Linked DNA regions of Sus scrofa: region 1 is linked to region 2. Evidence: chromatin contacts called from public HiChIP or PLAC-seq data. All regions are on one chromosome and are shown on one strand. The core of a region is the stretch at or near the end of the contact, and the rest is flanking DNA. Distances in the headings are between cores, read along the strand shown.

Region 1 (5,893 bases), core at 1,591-4,090, 99 kb before region 2:
CCCTGGGCAATTGCTGGGGTTTTTATTCTGAAGGCATTTAACATCCTAGTGTTGTGGGAGGGTATCGAGGGTGACACAAAGCCTTGCAGCCTTGTAAATACTGCCCTCGGGGTTGGCACCGTGAAGACCCTCAGTTCGTGAACCATGGTGCGTGGGGTAAACACTTCATGCTGATTTCAGTGACTTCTCCCACGTGTGTCGCCTAACAAAGTGATGGCGGGTGAGCACTGCCACCTTCCTGCAGTTTGCCCTCTGCTCTGTCGTCGGCAGCATCGCCTCTTGTCTCAGCAGCACTGGCCTCAGACCTCAGAGGAGATAAGCCCAAATCAGCCTGATCCTTATCTTTTTTTTTTTTTTTTTTAAATGGCCACACCCATGGCATATGAAGATCCCTGGCCGGGGATCAAATTTGAGCCACAGCTGCAACCTGTGCCACCGTTGCAGCAACGCTGGATCCTTGACCCACTGTCCCACAGCAAGAGCTCCGGCCTGACCTTCTCTTGCTCACCTTTATTCTCCTGCTTCAACCAGGTGGCTGTAAAGGGTCACACCTTTTTTTTTTTTTTTTTTTTTTTTGGTCTTTTTAGGCCTGCACCCGCGGCACATGGAGGTTCCCAGGCTAGGGGTCCAATTGGAGCAATAGCCGCTGGCCTATGCCACACTGAGCCAGGGATCGAACCTGTGTCCTCATGGATACCAGACAGATTTGTTTCTGCTGTGCCATGACGGGAACTCCCGGGCCACACTTGTTACCCCTCCATGGGGTTGCCTCTACCACAGGGTCCAGTTTTGACACCTCACCCAGGGGCAGAGCAAATCCAGCAAACAATATAACTTACCTTTCAGGTGGGTTTAATATCATTCCCCCACCCCGAATAAGTACTTCTCTGGATAATAAGTCCAGAGATGAGGTTTGATATTTCCCATTAGAAACTTGCAGTCTTGGATTCCTGTCGTGGCTCAGTGGAAATAAATCTGACTAGTATCCATGAGGACACAGGTTCAATCCCTGGCCTTGCTCTGTGGGTTAAGGATCTGGTGTTGCTGTGAGCTGTGGTATAGGTTGCAGACTCGGCTCGGATCTGGCGTGGCTGTGGCTGTGGCTGTGTTGTGGGCTGGTGGCTATAGCTCCTATTTGACCCCAGCCTGGGAACTTCCATATGCAATGGCTGTGGCTCTAAAAAGACAAAAGAAACTCGCAATCTTTGGAACTCGAATCTCAGGTAGGACTAAAGCAGCAGGACTGTAAGGGACTTTGGGGACTACAAGGACCTTTAGAGACCGTTTAACCCATCATTTTACTGTATATTTATTTAACTATAGAGATCTACTGCATAGAAGTTATTTCGCTGTGTGTTTTGGATGACACGGAGCCGTATTGAATGCCTCTGTCTTCCTCTCCTGCCTTCTCTCTGGCGCGCTCTGCCTCCCACCACATTGTTTGCCGTCCGTAACATCCACCACATTGTTTTGTGCTCCCGTGTCTTTCCTGGAAGGTCCTCCGCACCTCACAGCCCTTCACCGGCTGCCTCCTGTCACCCCTGAGTCTCAGCTCAGCTACTGTTGTCTCAGGAGACCTTGAGTCCCTCAGTCTGGGTTGGGGACGCTTTTCTTTTCCAGCCTGCCCTGGCACCTCTCTATCACCGCATGGACCATGTGAATAATGCAGTTCTGCATCTGTGTTGGTCGTCTCCCCTTGGCTCTGGACTCTGAGGTTAGGGCCTGAAGCTATTCCTCTTGGAGTCAGGCCCAGAGTCTCCTCTGACAAAGATGAGCAGGAGGGAGAAGCCATCATGAGGCTTATAAAAGGATTCTATCAAGGCGGGTGTGGCAGATACTACAAGGGCAGCATAAGGGTAGCATCAGGTTACTCTTGGTTTCTTGGCAACGGGCCAGAGCTGGAAGTCCACCTCCAGCCGAAGGGAGGGGCCCGGGAAGGAGTTGCTTCCTTCCAAACCAAAGGCCTTGAGGCCCAGGCAGGTTCTATGAACCGCAGAAGCCGGAGTCATTAACAAGTGGATTTTTTTTTTTTTTTTTTTTTTGTCTTTTTGCCGTTTCTTGGGCTGCTGCCACGACATATGGAGGTTCCCAGGCTAGGGGTCCAGTCGGCGCTGTAGCCACCGGCCTACGCCAGAGTCACAGCAACGCGGGATCCAAGCCGCGTCTGCGACCTATACCACTGCTCACGGCAACATTGGATCCTTAACTCACTGATCAAGGCCAGGGATGGAACCCGCAACCTCATGGTTCCTAGTCAGATTTGTTAACCACTGAGCCACAAAGGGAACTCCCAACAAGTGGATGTTGTGATTGACAAGGCGGTGAAGAGTGGTGGAAGGGGCCAGGACGCACGTCAGGAGCCCTGGTCCTGCCTCGCTCCTCTGATCCACATGGGCCTGCAGGAGGACCCACAGGCCAAACGAGACTCCCTGACACATTATGTCTTTTCCCCGCCTGGCCTAGAACCATGTCTGTCCTTCCGCAACTATCTCCTGGTCAAAACACTGCTCTCCTTTGCCATCCAGCTCAGATCCCATCTCCTGAGTGAAGCCTTCATCTTCCAAACCAGATGTGGGGTATCTCGTCTTTGCTCTGAACCCACGGGAAAATGCTTATACCTTCTTAGGAAACTTAGTCTTCTTCTGCTTCACTGTTTACGTATGTGCTTCTCTTATTTCTCCTATAAACTATGCCCGTTAACTTTCCCCTCCTTGAGACCAAAGTTCATTTTTTTGGCCTCACCCATGGCATATGGAATTTCCCTGGGCCAGGGAACCCACACCATAGCAATGACCCCCGCCACAGCGTGTCAACACCAGAGCCTTAACCTGCTGAGCCATCAGGGAACTCCCAAAGGTCATATTTATTTGTGGCACTCCCTTATTACCTCATTTATGGTAGATGCACAATATTTGTTGACTGAAAGCTTCCCTTTTATTCAGTAAAGGGTCATGGCCGATGACATGGACTCTGAGCCAGTGGGACTCTGAGCAAGTTCCTTAAGCTTTCTGTGCATCAGTTTCCCCAACAGTAAATGGGAATAATAGTACCTACTTCCCAAGGTTATGTTGAGGAGTCAGTGAGCACTTAGCCTGGCACACTGTCGGCGTTAATGACTAGTCCACTTCTTCAGAAAGGGTCGGGGCAGGATGCTGTCACCAGTATCCAAACACTAACACGTAATATGAATTTTTCTCTCCCTGACTTAGTGGCTCCTTCCCCCATCCCCACATCTGCTGTGATCAAACCATGGGTGCATCATAAACTCCTCCCAGAGAGCTTTCTATTGTCCTAGATATTTGCACAGATTCCCTGGTTTGGGTGTGCAGATGAGTTTGGAAAAGGAAGATTCTGCATTGCGCTTTCCACGTTATCACAGAGATTTAGTTGTTAATTTGCCCCTGATTGGTTTTTACAAGAAGGAATGTCTCTGGGTAGGTTCCTGGGAGCCGACAGAGGTTTCTCTGTAGGTGGAATTATTGGAGCGAGAGCAGTGATGTCACAGAGGGTTAATAATGAGCAGGGCCTTGAGTAAAGTCAACGTGCTGTGATGATTAATGGTTTCCAATTTAAGTGAACAACAGAGTTTTTTTTTTTGTTCAGGTATAGTTGATGTGCAGTGTTGTGTTAATTTTGTCCGCACAGCAAAGCGATTCGGTTAAACACGCATTCTTTTTATTCTCTTTTCCATTAAGTTCATCACAGGACATTGCATAGAGTTCCCTGTGCTATACTGAGCAACCTTGTTTACCCACATATAGCAGTTTGCATCTGCTAACCCCAGCCTCCCACAGCGTCTCTCTTCCACCTCCACCCCCCTCCCCTTGGCAACCACAATTCTGTTTGTCTATGTTGAAGACAGTTTTCTGTACCAAACACTCAAACCAATGTAGGTTTCTGCAACAGTCACGGGCTGGAGGTTACAGACAAACGATTCTTAGAATTATGAAAATAGCCTGCTAATATCAGTGAGAAAAGCTCTTCGAGCCTTTTAGAAAACCCGAAAGACCCTGAGGCCCAGTTTTGGGAGGAGCGGATACAGAATACGTGAAGATTGAACTTATATTTTATGGCCCCTGTATGTAAATATTTCCTTACTTGTTTGTCTTTTTGGAAAACCACGGCTAGTGACTCTCTCCGGGCTTGCCTTTCCTAAGCACTTCTATCTACACCGAAGGTCTTTGGTGTATAGGTTTTTAAATTCCATCGGGTGAGGCTGGTCATCAGGTGAAAGTGGTTGAGATGTTACAGGGAGACAGGTGAGATATGGTAGGTAGCAGAGTGAAAGGGGAAAGACGCCTGCGGCTCTGATTGTGATGCTCTGCTGAGCCCGGTGCAGCCGAGAGCTGCTGGCCCTCGGCCTGTTTCGCCACCCTGTGTCCCAAGTAACTCTTGTTTCCTGTGTCACAGTACCTTTTCCTTTTCACAGCACCTGCATGTGGCACCAGAGGGACGCCTGCAGGGAAAGGGAGCTTTTCCCAGCCGTGCCTTCTTTCAGGGAGGGGACAGACTGCAGACACCCTTCTTTGGGGTGCTCCCCGGGCACAGGCTGAGCTCGTCTGTTGGTGCTTTGCTTGGTACAGGGATTGGGGTCGGGAGGAGGCTGCGTGGGCGAGCCTCGTCCTCCTCTGCAGCTGCTTGTCTCCTTTTAAGGACATTTATTTTGTTTCCGTTCTGACAAACAAATAATAAGATTTTCTATGGAGGGCTGGACAATCAGAGGAACCGCAAGGTGGGGGGGGTCTGTTCCTGCTTCTCTACAGCTTTGCAAGGGGGGAAGGAAGGCTCAGGGGAGGGGGCGAGGCACTTGGAAAGCTTCACTGCGCATCCTCGGCAGGTTTTATGTTTCCGTGAAAAGAACACCACAGTTTGCCATCAGCAACGCCTGGAGTGCTCCCCTGTGCCCGAGGGGGAGTTCAGGACAGTAGCCATGGAGACAGGGCACCCCCGAAAGCAGCATTGTGTTGCTGGAATGCTGAGGGCAGACGGGAAGAAGACAGACAAACAGCCTGAGGTTTGGAGGTTAGATTTATTGAGCTCTAGACATTGGACTAAATTGTTGAGTTGCTGAGTTTATGAGAGACGTAAAGAAGCCATCCTGGAGTTCCCCTCGTGGTGCAGTGGAAACGAATCCGACTGGGAACCATGAGGTTGTGGGTTCGATCGCTGGCCTTGCTCATTGGGTTAAGGATCCGGCGTTGCCTTGAGCTCTGGTGTAGGTCGCAGACGCGGCTTGGATCTGGCGTCGCTGTGGCTGTGGTCTAGGCAGCTGTAGCTCTGATTCGACACCCAGCCTGGGAACCTCCATATGCCATGGGTGCAGCCCTTAAAAAAAAAAAAGAAAGAAATAAAGAAGCAATCCCAACAGATTCTCTGGTTCCATTTGTATGAAATATTCAGAACAGGTACATTTCTAGAGACAAAGTGGACCAGTGGATACCTGGGGCTGCCCTGAGGCATAGAGTGGAGAGTGACTGCTAATGGATACATACAAAGTTTCCTTTGGGGCCGACAGAAATGTTCTAAAGCTAGATTATGGTGGTGATCGCACAACTCTGTAAAACCATGGAATTGCACCCTTTAAGGAATGAAATTGACATGTGAAGTATATTTTGTTAGCGCTAGTAAATAAAAGCTTCCCCCACCTTGTGCCCCAAGAAAAGCACATTCCAACTCTAAATCTAGTTAGGGAGGAAGCTGTCCCCACCCAGGATGGGGTTATAGAAGAAATAGGACTGAGTGTGAGCTGATCGTTGTTGAATGAGGGTGATGAGTATCGGAGCTACGTTATTCTCTCGACCTCGGTACGTGTTTGGAAATTTCCGTAAGAGGTCAAATGGATTTTAAAAAACTAACGCACATACAAACCACCCAAAAATGCTGAGAGAAATGA
Region 2 (6,594 bases), core at 2,194-4,693:
GGTACTTATTTATCAGAAGAGCAGCCCCCACCCCCATCTCCTTAGCTGCAGCCCTTGGCACTCAGAGCCGTGGCTCAGGGACAGGGAGCTGGCAGGGAGGGGCCTGCGGCTGTTTGCTTAGAACTCTACCCAAGGAAGAAGCAGTAATGAAAATTATGAGGAGGGTATCATTCCCCCCAACTCTCATCTGGACTCTGCCATTTAATCACCCGCTTCCTTCCTGTTCCCCATGATTTTTTCCAGGGAAACCCAATTTCCCTGTTGCTCCTCCAATACACATATTGCAAAATAACACCTTTACGGATAAGTTCTGTCCTTTGGTCCAGAAGGTGACCTCTGTCTTTTGCTGATTGTGACGGCTGCAGCCAGGAAGCACAGGAAAAACCCCAGATGAGAACTCGGATCTCTGTGGTCAGCTTGGCTGCCATCACAGAGAGGTCCTGGGCTTTGGGCGGGGTTGGGGTGTGGGTGGGGAGGGTTCTCAAGAACGGAAAGATCCCTCTGCCCTTGAAGAATGCACAAGGCATGACGCACCCGAGAGCGCTCGGCTGTAACGACCACCCACGGTCCCCCTCTGGGTCAGGTGGGTGGGGATGGTGTGGGCAAGACACCTGTTTGATGGGGGCTGTGCTGGGGATGGGAGCTCCGAGACTCTGCACAGTCAACGCCCAGACCTCTTAGAACCACACGAAAGGGGAAAGAAAGGGATCAGAGAGCCGGGCGCTGAGGGGCTTTCTTCCCGGTGGGGGCCGCGCAACTCAGGGGTCCCCCGCTTGGAACCTCGCTCCGCAGACGCTCAAGGCCTGTCTCAGCTCCATCCTCAGGGGCTGAGCCTGGGCGTCTTTCCTCGGGCTGCAGTCATCTCATTGCAGATGCTTCTTCAGAGTCCAGAGTGCTTATGTTACAGAGCTCCAGGACATGACCCCGGGCTTTCGGGACCCAGATACGTACTGATGGTCAACCAGGGACCCAGATACCTACTGATGGTCAACCATTCTTGGTTTTAAAACAAGTTGTGGGAACCCTCTTCCGCTTGCCAAAAAGAAGAAATGGCTGTTTCAAGATGATGATTTTCCATCCTGGCAGGGACATCGACGTCATCATAGTCATTCTCAGGCTCCACGTAGCTTGGGACGGCAACTATCTTCTTATTTCGAACTTTATTTACCGATGAGTAGGCGGCTGGTGGTAGACTTGGGGTTTCCTGTGGGGCTAGAATACACAAAAAGGTATTAGATGCAAAGCTATCGTGTTTGTATATTTTTGACCAAGTGGCTCTGCCTGATTTTCATGGGTTTCAGTGATTGTTTCACTTCTTGGTGGACCAGCTCCCCCTCTTACAGAGGAAACTCACCAGAGGCCCAGTCCTGATGGCCTCAAGCTCACCCAAGTGAGTAAGTGGCCAATATTGGTCAGACGTCTTGACTCCCATGTCCCTTCCTAAGACTGCCCTGCAGTGGGACCCAGGAAGCAGAAGCTTAGACACGAGGCTGACCAGAGCTGACAGTCAAATGAGTAGCGTTGTGTCTTCAGATCCTAATTCTCCTAAGGAAGTGATACAAACCCTATGTCCTTGTGGGCACATCCCTCACAATGACTAACCCTGCTTTCCAGAACTATCCAATTGCTCAGGTCCGAAATCGCTCTCCTAAGGAGGAAGGGGGCAGTGATGTTTCCAAAAGGTGGAACTGGTGGAGGATGGCAACAGAGCCAAGAGATGAACGTGGTGGGAAGAGGATAATGAAACAGCTCAGCTCCTCCTTTGATGGGGCCTGGAACTTCTGCACCACTGTCTTATCTTTTCGTAAGAGAACCTGGAAAATGACCCACCATTTCATCTCCTGCCAAGTCCTACAGTTAGATCCAAGTTCATGTTCAGGCCATCACTAGTTGTGTGACCATGGGTAAGTCACTTAGCTTCTCTGTGCCTCCCTGTCCTCCTCTGTCTGAGGGCTCCAGCAACGTAGCTGCCTCATAGAGTTGTCACGAGGATAGAGATGGTGCCTATGAGGTGCCTACCATGGGGCCTGACACACAGCACCTGCTCAGTACGTGTTCGCTAACATTATTAATTATCCCTTCGATCAAAACCTTTTCATTCATTCCCTACTAAGTGGAAGGCACTGTTCTTAGGGATGGATAAACAGTGGTGAACAAGACACGAGAGGTGCCTGTTTCCTGGAGGAACTAGATAATGAACAAATGAAGGATAACTCAAGAAGACCATGGGGGGTAATTTCCACAAGCTTCATAAAGAAAATTAGCAGCATTTCCTTAGATAGGATGGTCAGGAGTGGCCTCTCTGACGTGGTGACATTAGAGCTGACCCCTAAAGGGTGAGGTCAAGCCAGTCTGTGTAGAACCAGAGGAAGAAGATTCCAGTCAAAGGGACCCGTCAGAATTTTTCTGATAAGAAATAACGAGAGGCGTTCCTGTCATGGCACAGTGGTTAATGAATCCGACTAGGAACCATGAGGTTGCGGGTTCGATCCCTGCCCTTGCTCAGTGGGTTCAGGATCCGGCGTTGCCATGAGTTGTGGTGTAGGTTGCAGATGCGGCTTGGATCCCGTGTTGCTGTGGCTGTGGCGTAGGCCGGTGGCTACAGCTCCAATTCGACCCCTAGCCTGGGAACTGTCATATGCCATAGGTGCGGCCCAAGAAATGGCAAAAAGACAAAAAAAAAAAAAAAAGGAAATATGAGAGGCCCAAGGTCCTTGACACCCCCAAGGTCCTTTATACCCACGCTGCAAGGAATTGGAATATGAATTCACACATTGAACATTGGGAGCATCGGGACTTTTTCTTCCCCCTTTTCTTAATCCATCTCTTTAAAAACAGGTTGCTACCATCCGCAGATTCCAGTGTTACAGACTGGGTGTTTGCGTCCTCACGGAACTCACATGGTGAAGCTCTAACCACCAGTGTGGTCGTATTTAGAGATGGGGCCTTCAGGGAAGGGGCTGAGGTTAAATACAGTCATAAGAGTATGGCCCTGATCCAATAGGATTAGTGCTCTTATAAGAAGAGACACAAGGAGTTCCCACTGTGGCTCAGAGGGTTAGGAACCCGACTAGTCTCCGTGAGGTTCGATCCCTGGCCTTGCTCAGTGGGTTAAGGATCCAGCATTGCCATGGGCTGTGGTATAGGTTGCAGATGTGGCTCGGATCCCACATTTCTGTGGCTGTGGTTTAGGCTGGCAGCTGCAGCTCTGATTCGTCCCCTAGCCTGGGAGCTTTCTTATGCCATGGGTGTGGCCCTAAAAAGACAAAAAAACAAACAAAAAAAGACCCCAGAGAGCTCTCGCCTTTTCACGTGAGGTCATGGAGAGAAGGGTCTGGTCCTCTGCAAGCCGGGAAGAGTCCTCACCAGAAACCAAATCAGATCGGCTGGCACCTTGACCTTGGACTTCTTCTTCTTCTTCCTCTTTTAGGGCTGAACCCACGGCATATGGAAGTTCCCTGGCTAGGGGTTGAATCAGAGCTGCATCTGCCACCTACACCACAGCTTGGGGCAACACTGGATCCTTCACCCACCGAGTGAGGCCAGGGATAGAACCCACATCCTCATAGACACTATGTCTGGTTCTTAACCCACTGAGCCACAACAGGAACTCCTGCACTTGGGTTTCTAGCTTCCGGAACTGTGAGAAAAATCGCTGTTCTTTAAGCCATATTGTCTATGCTCTTGTTTTGTGGGCAGCCTGAGCTGACCAAGACACCTAGATAAATTTGTCATCCTGTCCTGAATGAGATGGTTATCCGCAAAATATACTCACAGGTTTTTTCTGGAGAAAGCATACCCCTGGGTGGCAGAGGGGGTAACTGAACTGAGAACTGGTCGGTAACATTCCTGGAGAGAGAGGAAGAAGAGGAGTTAGTGTTTGGTTTTGATCGTGCCTACCAAATAAAGGAAAACATCAAGGAACGTGGACAGAGTTGAACACTCAAATCTTGATCCCTAAAAACTGGAAGCATTTCCTTCCCTTTCTAAGTGGCACTCTAAAGAAACCATTTCCTTGGAGTTCCCGTCATGGCTCAGTGGTTAATGAATCCAACTAGGAACCATGAGGTTGTGGGTTCAATCCCTGGCCTTGCTCAGTGGGTTAAGGATCTGGCATTGCCGTGAGCTGTGGTGTAGGTTGCAGATGCGGCTCGGATCCCGTGTTGCTATGGCTCTGGCGTAGGCGGGCAGCTATGGCTTCGATTCTACCCCTAGCCTGGGAACCTCCATATGCCGTGGGAGTGGCCCAAGAAATGGCAAAAAGACCAAAAAAAAGAAAGAAAGAAACCATTTCCTTGAGCCCAGGGAACAATGGATTTGAGGGAAGGAAGTTAAAGCATTTAGAGCATGAAGCTCATCATCCTTGCTCACCTGAGTGGGTCAGGAGGGGCAGGTAAGCAGCAGGTGTATTTTGGTTTGTTGGTTTGTTTGTTTGTTTTTGGTTGAGCCCAAAACATGCAGAAGTTCCTCAGCCAGGGATTGAACCCGAGCCACAGCAGTGACAACGCAGGATCCTTAACTCACTGAGCCACCAGAGAACTCCCTAAAGCCGATGTAGTTGGATTTGTAAAAAGATGTTCTCCTCATGCTAAATGTACATACACTATATGACAGCAGTACTGGGTATATATGTTCTGGTCATCACCAAAAGACACATTCCTAGAATGTTACGGCAGCACTATTCATAACAGCCCCAAACCGGATACTTCACGAACACCCATCAGCAGTAGAATGGACCCCTTCATCATGGTTCTCGCCCCCAATGGGATGCCCCATGGCAACAAGAATGAACAATCAGAGTTCCTGTTGTGGCTCAGCCGTAATGAACCCGACTAGTATCCATGAGGATTAGTATCCATGGCCCTGCTCAGTGGGTTAAGGATCCATTGTTGCCACGAGGTGTGGGGTGTAGGTCGAAGACACGGCTTGGATCTGGCGTTGCTGTGGCTGTGGTGTAGGCCGGCAGCTACAGCTCTGAGTTCGCCCCTAGCCTGGGAACTTTCATATGCTGAGGGTTCGGCCCTAAAAACAAAAACAAAACCAAATGAACAAACAAACAAAAAAAACCCCGATCAATCTACAACTACCCATGATGAATCTCACAAAAAATGGTGGACAGAAGAAGCCAAACACCAAACAAAATAGACTGAACAGTTCCATGTATGTAAAACATAAAAACAAGGAAAATGAGCCTAGATTATGTCAGATAGTGGTTATCCTTTGGATGCAGTGGCTGAATGAGAACATGTGGGGTTGAGGTGATGGTAATTTTGTTTCTTGATCTGGGTGCCAGCTACCAGGTCTCTTCAGTTTGTGGAAATTCATCGAGTGGGACGCTGAAGCTGTGCATTTTTCTGTAGTCATGTTATACTTCAGTAAGAAATTCTAGCAAAAAGATAGACTCTACGAATACTCCTTACCCAGACTCCCCATCCCCCCAGGTACCCTGATTTCCACACTGGGACTCGATTCTTCTGAGCCCAGTTCCGGCCTCCCATGTGTGGTTAAGTCCCCTGGGAATGCATAGGCATTTTTAGGTTGTTGGGGTGAGTGGAAGAGGGGACACGTGGCAAGAGCTCCATGAGTGGCCTCTCTCCACCCCTCTGTGGCTCTTCTCAGGAGAGGAGAGACATTTCGCTGACTTTGGGAAAAATCTAGCTTCTCCCACTTTCTCCTGCAGAACCTACCCGACTGCAGAAGGCATATATTCTGCTTGTCTTTGCCATTCAGAGAAAGAGCCCTGCCCTGTGGGGGACACCTGAAGCTGTCCAGGGCTGTCTGTGGGGGAAAGTTGGTCCGGTTTTGCATTAGGAAATGCACTTGGCCATGGAGAAGAGCTCCATTCTGCAATGCCACTTTTATTCTCAAGAGAGGCAATATTCTGGTTATCTAACTCCATGGCACGTTTGTCTTACTCCTCAAGGGGATCAGAATTGGTGAGGAAGAGGTCTGTCATTTGCTGGATCCCTGGAGCCCCAGCAAATTCATTTTTTAAAAAGGCATAGATGTTGTTTTAGACAGTGCATACATTTTATTTATTTTTTATTTTTATATATACATTTTTTTCAATATATATTATTTTCCATTGTGGTCTATCCCAGGAGGTTGGAAATAGTTCCCTGTGCTGTACAGTAGGACCCTGGCGTTTGTCTATTCTAAATGTAATACTTTGCATCTATTAACCCTAAACTCCCGGTCCATCCTACTCCCTCCCTCTTGGCAACCACGAGTCTGTACTCCATGTCTGTGAGCCTGTTTCTCTTTTGTAGACAGGTTCATTTGTGACATATTTGAGATTCCACATATAGGTGATATCATATGGTATTTCCTTCTCTTTCTGATTTACCTCCCTTCATATGATAATCTCTAGTTGCAAAAAAATATGGACCGTGTCACAAATTTGCATGTCATCCTTGAACAGGGACCGCGTCCATTTTCTCTGTATCATTCCAGCTTTAGTATCTATCCTGCCAAAGCAAGTACTTAGATGGTGCCTCCATCCCTTGACCACCTTCTGGGAGCTAATCTGTAAACCCTTGGACTGTGCTGCATGTGTATACCGGGGCCTTGGGCCAGCCAGATAGCTTAGGCTAA

The links. HiChIP or PLAC-seq counts read pairs in DNA pulled down with a chosen protein or histone mark.
Region 1: a contact with region 2 is called in an H3K27ac HiChIP or PLAC-seq map of alveolar macrophages. The contact joins two enhancer-like sites. A contact is called at or near these places in 1 of 47 Hi-C or Micro-C datasets (embryonic fibroblasts) and 1 of 2 datasets of contacts at active chromatin or transcription factors (alveolar macrophages).

Annotation. Positions count from the first base shown.
Region 1 is chr12:51,885,723-51,891,615 of Sscrofa11.1, reverse strand. No RefSeq gene overlaps it. Among named protein-coding and RNA genes, the nearest start is that of RABEP1, 30 kb to the right of the region's middle. Within about 2 kb of position 2,840, at least 17 of the 83 cell types and tissues checked have an H3K27ac peak or open chromatin away from gene starts, as enhancers often do. A contact at or near this core is called in alveolar macrophages, where this site is marked.
Region 2 is chr12:51,786,955-51,793,548 of Sscrofa11.1, reverse strand. The region is part of intron 2 of RABEP1 (rab GTPase-binding effector protein 1); the gene reads left to right. SCIMP (SLP adapter and CSK-interacting membrane protein) reads right to left here. Exons shown (of 5, transcript XM_003358218.4): 4 at 3,776-3,849; 5 at 1-1,212. The coding sequence ends at 1,004. Among named protein-coding and RNA genes, the nearest start is that of ZNF594, 15 kb to the left of the region's middle. Within about 2 kb of position 3,443, at least 1 of the 83 cell types and tissues checked has an H3K27ac peak or open chromatin away from gene starts, as enhancers often do. A contact at or near this core is called in alveolar macrophages, where this site is marked.